Linked DNA regions of Mus musculus: regions 2 and 3 are each linked to region 1. Evidence: chromatin contacts called from public promoter capture Hi-C data. All regions are on one chromosome and are shown on one strand. Each heading gives the region's core, a stretch centred on a gene start, on an enhancer-like site or on the middle of the called end of the contact. The rest is flanking DNA. Distances are from core to core; before and after follow the strand shown.

Region 1 (4,009 bases), core at 718-3,217:
TCATTTCCCTCCTTACTAGTTGCCTGCCCGTCCTGTTTGCCTTATCAGACCCAGAGTAAACTAAGTATATACTCTAAGTGATACTTTCAGATTTTCTTCTTGTACTGTGTGCCCTTGTCTAGGCTTGTGGGGAATAAACTGAGTTTCACTACACTGTACAAAATTTATAAATAATAATATTGATGTATCAAACATAAAAGTGGATGTTATGTCTAGAATGTGGACTCAGAGAAAAGCTTCAGACAGAGAAGCAAGCGATTTGTCTAGAGTCAGCCTGCTGCTTAGAACTGAAGTTGAGGTTTTCTGAAAGCAAGCTCTTTCTAGTAAGTTTTAGATGGTGAATTGTTTACAGATTATGTTTAAAATCTACTAGGCTGAGAAGATTTCAAAGGTACTTTTCTCCAAAGCTAAGGCTTTGTTTGTAACTGTTATATGGGTATTCTTGATCAAATAATTAATCAAATCTAATTGTTGCAGATATTTAGAGGAAAGTCAATTTTGTCTTTATAGCTTTTAATTTTATTCATACTAAGTAATTGCTGTGTGTTAGGTTCTATAATTGGCACTGGCAGTACTTGGTTCAGGTAGAAAGGTGAAGGTTGAAAAAGACATTACATTCTTATGAGAACAAACCACACGTGTACAGATGGAAATTTCATTTGGAAGAAAAGATGTGTTGTTCAGTCTAGTTGGGAGTATAATTCATGGTTATGGATGAGGTCATAGAGGCAAGACAGATGTCAGATAAAACACAGGAGTTTGGGTTTTATTTTTTAGATGCAGGATAATCAGTTAAGAAAATTTTATTTTTGTACAAAAGAGATGAAAACTATTTAAAATTGCTTAAAAAACACTGCAGGGGAAAAGATAACTCATCATTAAAATAATTTGAAAAGGACCCAGAAAGCATACAGAAGAATGAGAAAAACAGGATGTGTGCCAGGAAGCATGTAATCTTGATATTGCTAAGTTAGGAATATAGGGTCACTAGTGTGCTTTTGGGCCCATCATTTTGACTGCGGGAGTGGTTGTGATCTCATGTATAGCAGGAGCTGTAAATTTGGAAGTCAACAAGCCATTTAGTAGTCGAATCCTTCTCAATGTGGAAAGCCTGGCTCATAGCAGGGTAACAAGTCTAAGTTGCTAAGTAATAAGGCCACTTAAAAAATATGAACCAGTCTGTTAACTAGTAATGGAGTTTTCCCTCTGGAGCAACGTTGTCAGGAAGAGCTGGCAGCCTTGAGCTTTAGCCCAGAAGTGAAACGTTAGGGTTGTAATCAAGGATACAGGGGAAAGAGCACACAGGTTAAAACAGCTCTTTAGGCCTAAGAATTTTGTTCATCATCTCTTCAAAAGTATCTTTTGCCCTTTGTATTTAGCACCTTCAAGGGAATAAGACTCAGCTTAAGCACTGGGAGAAAGCAGTAGACCTTGTCTGGATTTGATGTGTTATAATTACTACAAACTACTGGGGAAGCACTTTCATTGCCTAGATTTACCTTTTGAAAAGTCTCAGCCGCCATTTTGAACTTTAGGGACAGAACAATTACAAGTCGAGAAATGCAAACAGCTTTTTATGACAAAGTGGGTGGCCCTGAAAAGGGCCTTTGAGAAAGAAGCTCCAGGTGAGCTTAACCGCCGAATCCGTAGAGGGTGCGGCCCTGGCGCTTGAGCGCGTAGACCACGTCCATGGCGGTGACGGTCTTGCGCTTGGCGTGCTCCGTGTAGGTGACGGCGTCGCGGATCACGTTCTCCAGGAACACCTTCAGCACACCGCGGGTTTCCTCGTAGATGAGACCGGAGATGCGCTTCACTCCTCCGCGCCGGGCCAGGCGGCGGATGGCGGGCTTGGTGATGCCCTGGATGTTATCGCGAAGAACCTTACGGTGGCGCTTAGCGCCGCCTTTGCCCAGGCCTTTTCCTCCCTTACCACGACCAGACATGGCTATGGAGCACTGAGTTGAAATTCCTTAAGCGCCCTCTACAGCTGGTATATATATGGCGAATGCGGACCTTTTAGAGGACTGAAAAGGCGCGGGCGGGAAGGTGATTCTGTATCCGCCCCTCTAACTCACTGGCTGAATCCTATTGCTAGGCGGAAGGCACAGCCCCTGTGGCGAGGGGAATATGAGTTTTCCGCTTTTCTCTTGGAGTTCTTAGTCACTAGTTTGTGTCCTTCAGGAGCGTACTTGTAGGTTCTGACAACCGATAGTTTATAATTCTCCCAGCCACTCATCATTTTTAAAAAGGAGGTTGTTATCCATACACTTATCTACAAAACCGGATATAGTACAGTAAGGTTATCTTTTAGGTGGAAGATTTACGAAAATGTAACTTCTAAAATTTTGCAAGCATTATTAAATCTCACTTATGAAGCTCTTTGCATTTCTCAGAGGCTTGCACATAGCTCTGTTTTCAAGTCTACAAAGGGCACTAGTATTGATTGAATATATACTGCTTCCCTTTTTTTTTTTTTTTTTCTCGAGACAGGGTTTCTCTGTGTAGCCCTGGCTGTCCTGGCACTCACTCTGTAGACCAGGCTGGCCTGGAAAGATGGAGACTTGCTCAGAGTTGAAGATCTAATCTTTTTAATAAACGCTATTGTTGCTGGGGAGGACTTTTGTGTTTCATGACCGGTAGCCACCGTTTTCTTTTTAGCCTCTGTAGTACTGGTTTGAGCCCCATCCTTGTGTAGAGAGAGGCCATCTTGAAGATGTGCTTTGGCTATTGCTTGTGTGAGACGTTTCTATGATAATGGTAGAGAAACAAACAAACAAACAAAAAACCCAAAAAAACAAAAAAACAAAAGTAACTACCATGTACTCAGGATGTGCTTATCCCAATTACCCCACAGAACTTTTCTATGCTTCTTTCCAGAAAATCACCAGTCCTCACCCCACTCACTCTGTACATACCAGAATGCCAAAACTAGTGTGAGTACAGTGGGGTTAAATAGCACAGTGGATTCCTCTCCCCCACCCAAGGAACTCAAAGGTCACTTAAGGGAAACTAAGTTCAGGCTGTGAAGTGTGACATGACATCAGCTCAGCATATTCCTTCCTGCTGCCTAGTAAGTACCCCAGTGAAGCAGCCATATCCCAATTGCATTGACCTTGCCCTGAAACTTGTTGAGCACAGTTTCAGTTATCTAGACTGTAGATGGGGATGTATTTGCACATTGGAGAATGGGCTTTTCTAAAAAATCGAGGACTTAGAATACTCCTCAAGTATGCAAGATGCTATTTAGCTTCCACACACAGTTAAAAGGTGTTACAGAGGGGAGAGAGAAGTGGGAGGGGGGTTTTTAAATATTTAAAGGCTCCCATTTTAGAAAATGAACTTAATACATACTCTTTTGTACTTGGATGTGAGTTCCAAGTTGCCAGTATCTTCATGTAATGTCAACAGAAAGGGATATAAAATTGATAGCTCTAATTTTTATAGATATTTTGAGCACATTTGTCTTAAATTTGTCTTCTTCCCCATCTATTATGATTGTTTTCCTGTTACTTATTATTTCAGCCTAAAGTTGCCTTCTTCTCTTTATATATTTCTTTTCTTGCTACCTATTTATTAGCCCTATTATTTTCCTTCTGAAACAGTGCTTGGTTTCTTCATGTAGCCATAGCTGTCCTGGAACTTGCTCTGTAGATAGTCCTTAATTTCAGAGATCTACCTGCTTCTGCCTCCCAGGTACTCGGATTAAAGGCATGGACCACCACAACCAGGTTGATTTTTATTTTATACAACCACCCTTTCCTGTAGATTTGAAAGTCTCTAGGTATTAGAATACCCAAGAATGTGTCTCCCTGTAGAATACCTCATGAGGCTGTAATCTCTCACCTGTTACTATAGTAATGGTGTGCATTTGTGTGTATGTGTGTATATTTGCTTATCTAACACAAAATTGAGAGAAGAGGACGAAGCCATAAGTTTCACTGTTCTCACACCTCTTAGGGATTTTTATCGCCTGTTTTTAATCTCTACAAAATAGTACAAGCCTTACTAC
Region 2 (4,143 bases), core at 1,131-3,630, 1.2 Mb after region 1:
GATAGATAGATAGATAGATAGATAGATAGATAGATAGATAGATAGATAGATAGATAGATTGATAGATTGATAGATTTATAGATTGATTGATAGATGATAGAACTGCGAGAGGCTGAGGCAAGTGGATAAGCAGATCTCTATGCATTCAAGGCCTGCCTGTCTGCATAGCAACTCCCAGGCCACCCAAGGCTACAGAGTGAGACTCTGTCTCAACAAATAAACAAAACCACACATACATACACACACACACACACACACACACACACACACACCCCACACACAACTGAGCATCAGAGCATAATCACAGTGCCTGATTTACTAAGACAGTGAAATCAAGGTCTCAGGGGTTAAGCTGTAGAAATAGCTCAGTAATTAAGAGAACTTGCTACCTTCCAGAGGGCCCCAGTTCACCCAAGTCAGACAACTCACAACCATCTGTAAAGTTTAGCTTCAGGGGAATCCAGTGTCCTCTTTTGGCCTTTGAAAGCACTTGTACTCATGTATGGACACATACACACACACACACACACACACACACACACACATATCCACTACATCAAGTTCAATTACACTAGGACATACACCTTGCCTCTAAGTATTTGTATATATTGGAGTTGGGGATTTGGAGTGTGTGTTTTGAGACAAGGTTTCAGTTAGTTAAGTCTGCTTCAGACTCACTACTTTTGCAGTATGTGGTATAGGTATGGGGTGAGGTTTATGTGAGCGTACCTGTGGGTGCCGGCAGAGTGTAACCAAAAAGAAAAAAAAAATCTTTAGGGGCCGGAGAGATTGCTCAGTGCTTAAGAAAACTCCATGTTCTTGCGAAGGACCCTGGTTCACTCTATAGACGTCCATGGCAGCCCATAATCAATCTATAACTGCAGGGAATCCAATGCCCTCTTCCAACTTCCAAGTCAGAAGGCATACATGTGGTATTTAGACATACATACTGGCAAAGCTTATACACATAAAAACGGAAAACGAGACAAATCTTTTAGTTTAAAAAAAAAAAAAGATGGAACTTGCCTAGGGTTCCAAATCTACTTCTGGCCAGTGCCTGCACATTCCTGTGTATAACCCCAACTCACAGCCACACTTGTAGAGACCTTGTCTCCAAATGTGCGTTTGTGTGTGTGCGTGTGCGCCTGTGTGTGTGCGTGTGCGCCTGTGTGTGCGCCTGTGTGTGTGTGTGTGTGTGTGTGTGTGTGTGTGTGCGTGTGTGTGTTTGATAGGGGCTGAGAGAGTATGTCCTTGTGTGACCCTGATGCAGTGCTGTACACTTATGGTCCCAGCTGACTTAACTGGGAGGCTGATACCGGAGAATCACTTGAGCTTGGGAATTTAAGATCATTATAGTCAAATGGCAATGTCCGGTCTGAAGACAATCTAAACACATGAAATTGAGTGTTCAGGATGTAGCCGTTATTTAAAGCTGCCGTGTGAGCTCAGCTGATCTATCCAGAGGAAAGATGGAATACACAGAATCAAGAGTGGTTTGGGGGCTGGAGAGACGGCTCAGCGGTTAACAGCACTGACTGCTCTTCCAGAGGTCCTGAGTTCAACTCCCAGCAACCACATGGTGGCTCATCACCATCTGTAATGAGATCTGGTGCCCTCTTCTGGTGTGTCTGAAGACAGCTACAGTGTACTCGTGTACATAAAATGAATAAATAATTCTTTGAAAGAAAGAAAGAGAGAAAGAGAGGAAGAAAGAGAAAGAGAGAGAGAGAGGAGAAAAGAAAGGAGTTGTTTTGGCTTTTTGGGACAGGATCTTGCTATATATGGCCCAAGTTAGCATCATCGTACTCAAAGGCCTGTTGCAGAAGCTTCCCAAATGCTTGAATGATAGGTGGATACCACCACACCCAGCTGAAAGACTTGACTTAAAGCCCAGATCCTTGTATATACACCTTAGGGGATCTAGTTGGCGATGTACTAAGGGAAGAATAGAGGAGTAGTGTCTTTTAGGGGATTGGGAGAAGTTAGCTACCACCACAGGCACAGAAGGAAAGAAGACATGGGCAGACAGGTGGGTAGATACAACGGAAGGGACAGATGATTCTCTTGATGGCTTCAGCTCTGTCATCAAAACGGGAAATCTACGATGTAAACAAAAACAAGCCTTGCAGGTTTCAGAAAAAGCCACTCAGAAGCTAGTGGGCAGATCAAGGAGAAGAAAGTCCCCAGTGAGCCAGCATAAGACAGTTGTGAGCTATGTGTTGGGGTCCCAGAGACGCTCAGGTGGCTTTTGTTCTAGTCCTACGGGGCCTGGAATGCCAGGCTAGGAACCTCGTGTTTATTGCTTCTGGCCCCTCTGTTCTTTTTGTTCTACCAGGTTGCCAGGCAGTGCCCTAAATTCCGTTCTATCTCCTTGCGGGGCAGTGCTCCAGTGCTACTGACTGAACTCCAGCCTCGCCTACACACAGGAGCACCAATGTCCTATGAGAATTGGGGTATTTGTGGACGGATTTGCAGTATTTGCAGTCAGACATGTCAACTCTTCAGAACCCTGTCGGAGAGCCTCAGAAGTTTCTGGGATAATAAGGTGAAGAGACGGTTTTTTGCTTCACCGCAAAAGGAAGAGGTGCCAACCTCCACGGCCGACTACATTTTTCACAGAGAAAAGATTCTGGAGCTTGGCAGCATCCTGAAGAATAAAAGACTATCCCTTGATAAGAGAGCTCAGGCTGCCCAGAAAATCGGACTACTGTCTTTCACAGGTACTGCTTCACCACTGTGCTAACACTATAGGTGCTTCAGTCTGCTTCTGCTAGTTAGAGCCCAGCAGTTTAGTGGGGATTATTAGTGTTGTTTATCATCATCACCACCACCACCACCACCATCATCATCACCATCATCATCAAGATGTAATTGTTTTGTTTTGTTTTGTTTTGTTTCTTTTTCGAGACAGGGTTTCTCTGTGTGGCCCTGGCTGTCCTGTAGCTCCTGCTGTAGGCTAGGATGGCCTTGAACTCAGAGATCTGGCTGCTTCTGCTTCCCCCATGCTGAGACTAAAGGCATGCACTACCATGCCTAGCTTTGTGATAGAATTTTGATGACATATATAAGTACCAAATATTTTCTTGTTATAGTTTGTAAAGTAAACAGACAGACAGGCATGGCACTGTGCATCTATAATCACAGGGCCAGGAGTGGCGTTACACAACTGTTATCACACAGCCAGGCATGGTGGTACACATATATATTCACAAAGCCAGATGTGGTAGTACACATCTGTATTTCCCAGCTTGGGAAGAAGAAGCAGAAAAGTTTCTGCAGGTCTGAGGATAACCTGGTCTACACAAGGTCAGCCAAGGCTACAGAAAAATAAGAAAAAAAGAAAGAAAGAAAGAAAGAAAGAAAGAAAGAAAGAAAGAAAGAGAGAGAGAGAGAGAAAAGAAAAAAAAAGACTTGTCTCAAACCCTTTGTTCAAATAAGACAAAGCATTACATAGAAAAAGTGTCTTTGATCTCCCCACCCTCCTATATAGTCCTCAAGGCACAGGGAGCAGAGATGTTGAACGGGTGTTTGAAAGCCCTGTGAGTACCTAAGATAAAAGACCACGCTGGGACCAGATGTCAGTAGGCAGATCAACTTTACTTAGGGTTACTCAAGGCTTATAAAGTTTTGGGGGTCCGAGGATGAACAAAGACTGGGGGTCAGGGTCCCGGGAAAGCCTCATTAGCATAGCGAAGCATTTCGGGAATCTCGGGCTGGCTCAACAGGTTTTATCAGGAGAAAGGAAACCCATCACATAAACTGAGGTTATGTGACATGCATATGTGTAGTGTAGGCTTCCCCAGACAAGGTCAGAGAAAGAGAAGCCCTGCTAAGAGGAGTCTTCCATATTGCCCCAAGCCCAGAGGCTATCCTATCGTGGTGGACTTCTACCTTAATTCGTAGTATTTAATCCTTATGATCATCTTTTAATAAAATAATTGTTGGCATCCTGCTAGAATGGAAGATATCCTGAGGCACCGGAGACCAAAACGCCACATAGCTCTGAGGTGGGACAATGTCCCAATGGAAAGGTATCCTGAGACAGAAGAGCCCAGGAACCACGCCCTCTGAAAGGAAGCCTTGCGGCCCTAAGGATATCCCAGACTAAGCTGGACTGCTACAGTGTGACAGTGTAACAACTGT
Region 3 (4,460 bases), core at 1,926-4,425, 1.5 Mb after region 1:
GGCAAGGAGGCTTATACAGTAAAACCATGCCTTAAAGGTCTGCATGAAGCTAATAATAGCCAAACCCAGATGATCTGTAAAGAACAACACGCTGGATGGTCACTGTATCTGAGGCACCATTCTCGGGGTTTTGAGAGTTTTCATTTTCAGTAAAAAGTAGGTGGTTTAACTTTTTTGTTTTCGTTTCTATGAGCGTGTTTGTGCTTATATTTATATATGTTCTAGGACACAGAAGAAGGTATCAGACCCCTGGAGCTGCGCTAATGTGGCTGTGAGCCAGCAGGTGTGGGTGCCGAGAGTGAAAGTCATGTCTCCTGGAAGAGCAGCAGGTGCTTAGCCATCTCCTCAGCCCCTAAGTCATGTTCACAAACGAGCATAGTAACATACAGTGATGCTATTTCAGTTTGGTACTCTAATCCTCATAATTACCTAAGGCAATAATTCCTAGTTATTAATGAAAAAAACCAAGGCACAAGTCGTCACAATAACTTGTCTTACGTCCCCCTACGGAAAGAGAGCACACTGAGTTTAAACTTAAGAAGTCTGGCTCAGGTTTAAAACTTTTGGAAACCATAAAAGCTTACAAAACGAGCTGCAAAAACAATTTACAATTTTACTTAGGTTATTTATGGCTAACACTTTGTCACCAAGGGCCTAATTTCATAAATGCACATGCAGAGCACAGGAGGTGTGCATTAATTCACCCAGGTCCCTGAGAATCAGTTCACAGTTTTAGAGATCATAGCCACCCTTCCCGGGCATGCACACCTCTTCCAGGGGATTCTAAACAGACTCAGATAAAATATGAAGTGTTCACTAAGGAGGCTTTGGGGCTGTGGCTCAGTTGGCAGAGTGCTTGTCTGGCACACAAAAGGCCCCAGGATCAATAACCAGGCTGCATAAAGTAGGTGTGGTGGCGCATTAAATCATGGGATAGTGGCACACACCTGCTACACTACAACTTGAGAGGGCAGAGCCAGGCGGACAAGTTCAAGATCACCCTAGACCACATAGCAAGTCTGAAGTGAGCTAAGTTACATTAGACTTGTTCTCCCTCCAACCCCTTCTCCCCAGCCTCCAACCCCTTCTCCCCAGCCCCCTGAAAAAAAAGAAAAGAAAAGAAACATGCTTCTGGTGGAAGCCTTTAACACGTACTACAAAAACACCTTAATTTTATCGACAAGGGGAAAACGTCTGAGCTGTCATTGGAAGAGCCTGTTCCGTATAGCCAGAACCCCAGTCATCAGCAAAGCTTCAAGACTTCCTCTAGACCAATCTCTCAGGAGCTTGGGTCACTGGCCAAACACAGCACAGAGGCAAATACCTCCTCTGACTCCAACCCTGTGAACTGGCAAGTGATTGGACGCTGCGTACTCACCACAGCAAACACCTGGGCCACGCTGGCTAAAGTGGCTTGAGAGGCATCCGAGGTTCTAAACCGGAGCACATCACCTGAGAACAAAGGAGAGAATGAATGGCCCGTGCTAACCCATTTTCTTGGAGGGGAAACTGTAGCTCTAATAGTCCATGGAGCCTTAAGAAGACACTTGTTTGGTTAGGCTTCCAGCTAATCATTCTATCCATCTTCTTACCCACCACTTCCATGTACTAAACTCATACAACTTGTTAACTGAGGTCTGTCTGTCCTTGCTCTGTGATTAGAAAGGTCAGTTGGGGCTGGGGCAACCAGTGCCTGTCTAAAATGCACAAGGCCCTGGGCTTTGTCCAAAGCACTGTACAAAAGTAATAAAATAACACTTACATTTGTTTATTGGGTGTGTTTGAGTACTGTGGAAGTCAGAAGTCTATTCTCTCCTTCTACCATGTAAGCTCTAGGGACAAGAGTCACAAGTTAAGTTCCTGGGTCTTACAGACCACTTGGTTCCCAAGTATTATCAAGGGAGGAAAAAAGCTTGTGGCAAAAGACCTGGGTGTGGGGAAGGGGGTGTTGACTGACAGCAGCTCATTATGGGAAAAATTTAAGTACAATTCAAAAAAGAGTAGTAGCCCAAACCACTCTTGTCAGGACTGTTTCTGTGCAGTCACATTTGTGGAAAACGCTGTCCTCAGGTTTCACCAAAGCATCAGCAAAGAAAGACTCCTCTGTCTTCCCCCAGCGTTTTTTGCTCCCTTGGCTGGCTACTTGCAGAGTAGACTTCGCCAAGGGTTAATTAATGCTCATCACTGGCTTCACATTCAAACTCAGTTCTAGGAATTCCCTACTTTATTCCAAGGCAACTATGTAACTGTATCAATGTGCCCAGAAGAAAGTAACATAATAAACAGAATTAATAACACCCCAACCTTGCTAATTGTAGCTTCCTGCTGCCCAACATCGACTTTGGTCTGGGCTCCACAGCAGAGTTTCAAGCCAGCTTGGATTACTGTGAGACCACGACTCGAAACAAACAAAACTCCCACCTAACAGAATTCTGGGACACGAAAATAGAAGGGAGCATAAGGAAGTAAAAGGGCCAGTAGGATGAGGGGGTTTCAGGAAAAAGTATGTATAAAAGTGCTGTCATAAACCCTTTACTTTGGGCTGAGCAGATGGCCAGCAAAATGCATGCCGCCAAGCCCTGCGTTAAGACAACTGATTCGAGCAAGCTGTCATCTGACCTCCACATACAAACTCAGAGAAGGCCGTTTAAATGCTAATTTTAAAACAATAACAAAACAAACGAAAGTAGCCAATGAGGCGGTTAACGCTTCTAACGGCTTCATTCAGAAGGATGAGACCGGACTGCTGTCAATTGGCGGCCAGCCTGGGCAACACAAGGAGACCCTGTCCCAATAAGCAAGAAACCGCAATCAAGTCCTCGCAGTGCTGGCCGGAGCACTGAGGGCCGGGTGAGCCCGGCAAGGCCGAGCGGCGGTGAGGATGGCGGGGCCAAGGGCAGGCGGGACAGAGGCCGCCGGGGCCCCGCGGGACGCGCGTACCTGCAGCGCGGGCTGTGCTCGACGCTTTCGGGCTCCGGGAGCGCAAAGGGGTCGCGCGGCCGCCGCAGGCAGCGAGGCTCAGGCGCGCGACCGCCGTCCACAGGGCCCTCCGGGGCTGCGCGGCGCGGGGCAGCAGCCCGGGCAGGCAGCGCAGGCATTCCATGGCGCGCGGGCAACCGGGAAGCCGCCCCAGGACGCCGGTCCGACATGCCGGAACTCGGGTCAACCGGCTCACCGCGACAACCGCGCACCGCGCCTGCGCGAGCCGTCCCGCGCCTGCGCGCTGCCGTCCACGCATGCTCCGGCGTGGTGTCTGGTGACTGCCGACCCGGTCTGCGTCCGTAACAGAGCCAGGACGTGCAAGTGTGAAGGTAGACTGACCAAAGCAGCTCAGCTCCGAAAGTGTCCATTGTTTCGAGGAGCTGCGGATTGATTCTACTTTCTGGAAAGGTCCCCTATGTATCTATGTATGCACAAATATACAGTTGGGAGATGAGGAAGTTACCACTATTAGTAAATCAAATAAGTTTTATTTAAGGCTACTGTGTTTAAAACTCACTTTGAAGGGACAGTGCGTTAAGCTTTTGCTGTAGAACAAGGAAAAGCCCAAGCGAGCAGTGTGCTGGCGCATAGCTGCAATCCCTCCAGAGTTCAAGGTCATTCTTAACTAGAGTGTAAGGCCAGTCTGCACTACTTGATATCAGTCTAGTTAATCACACCCCTCAGCCCGCCCCCAGAGAAAATAAATATTTGTCAATAGACTTGTTGTTTACATCACAATACTAAAGACAGACTTGAGTTTCAGAACTTTCTTCACTGATATATGAACATGGAGCTATGGGGATGTTGGACTATTTATCTTGCCGGGCACTAAGGATTGAGTAGAACAGTGGGAAGCTGTGGACAAAAGGAAAGTTCCAGAAGAGACCATGGATGTTTGGCTTGGACACCGAGAGCTAGAAGTACTTTAAGCATTGCTAGTAGGACGAGCCTTGAATGTACAGAAAGGACATGATAGAGGTTTCACTTCATTAGAACTTTGATGTGCTAAATCTTTGAAAAACATGTGCCAGGAAATAGTCATTCAAGAAAAATAATTATTTAAAAAACACTTCATTGCCGCCGCCCCCTACCCCGCACCATGACATGACCTTTGAAAAACATTGGGCAAGTGCTGGCAGCTGTTCAGACACATGGTCTTGTTAATAGTCCAATTTATGTTTATTGGTTTTTTGTTTTATTTTGTTTTGTTTTTCGAGACACGGTTTCTCTGTGTAGCCCTGGCTGTCCTGGAACTCACTCTGTAGACCAGGCTGGCCTTGAACTCAGAAATCCGCCTGCCCCTGCCTCTCGAGTGCTGGGATTAAAGGCGTGCGCCAACCATGCCCGGCTTTATTTAGGTTTTTAAAAGCAGGGTTAGGACATTGAACAGAACACCTTGGACATGTCAGGCCAATGTGGCACGTTGTTACTCAGGACTCAAAACTGTCTGAGCAGTAAAGCACATATTAGGTCATTGT

Evidence for each region. Promoter capture Hi-C pulls out the DNA fragments that hold promoters and counts their contacts.
Region 2: a contact with region 1 is called in a promoter capture Hi-C map of liver, with 4 times the contacts expected there. The contact joins the promoter of Armh2 here to the promoter of H4c6 in region 1. A contact is called at or near these places in 4 of 39 promoter capture datasets (cranial neural crest, hippocampal neurons, liver and 1 more).
Region 3: a promoter capture Hi-C map of liver shows a contact between it and region 1, with 2.9 times the contacts expected there. The contact joins the promoter of Mrs2 here to the promoter of H4c6 in region 1. A contact is called at or near these places in 3 of 39 promoter capture datasets (liver and pre-B cells).

What each region holds. Positions count from the first base shown.
Region 1 is chr13:23,549,701-23,553,709 of GRCm38.p6, forward strand. It overlaps H4c6 (H4 clustered histone 6), which reads right to left and starts at 1,968. Exons shown (of 1, transcript NM_175655.3): 1 at 1,586-1,968. The coding sequence starts at 1,943. The coding sequence ends at 1,632.
Region 2 is chr13:24,738,841-24,742,983 of GRCm38.p6, forward strand. It overlaps Armh2 (armadillo-like helical domain containing 2), which reads left to right and starts at 2,381. Exons shown (of 2, transcript NM_001370932.1): 1 at 2,381-2,720. The coding sequence starts at 2,435.
Region 3 is chr13:25,017,142-25,021,601 of GRCm38.p6, forward strand. Mrs2 (MRS2 magnesium transporter) reads right to left here and starts at 3,176. Exons shown (of 11, transcript NM_001013389.2): 1 at 2,941-3,176; 2 at 1,379-1,452. The coding sequence starts at 3,103.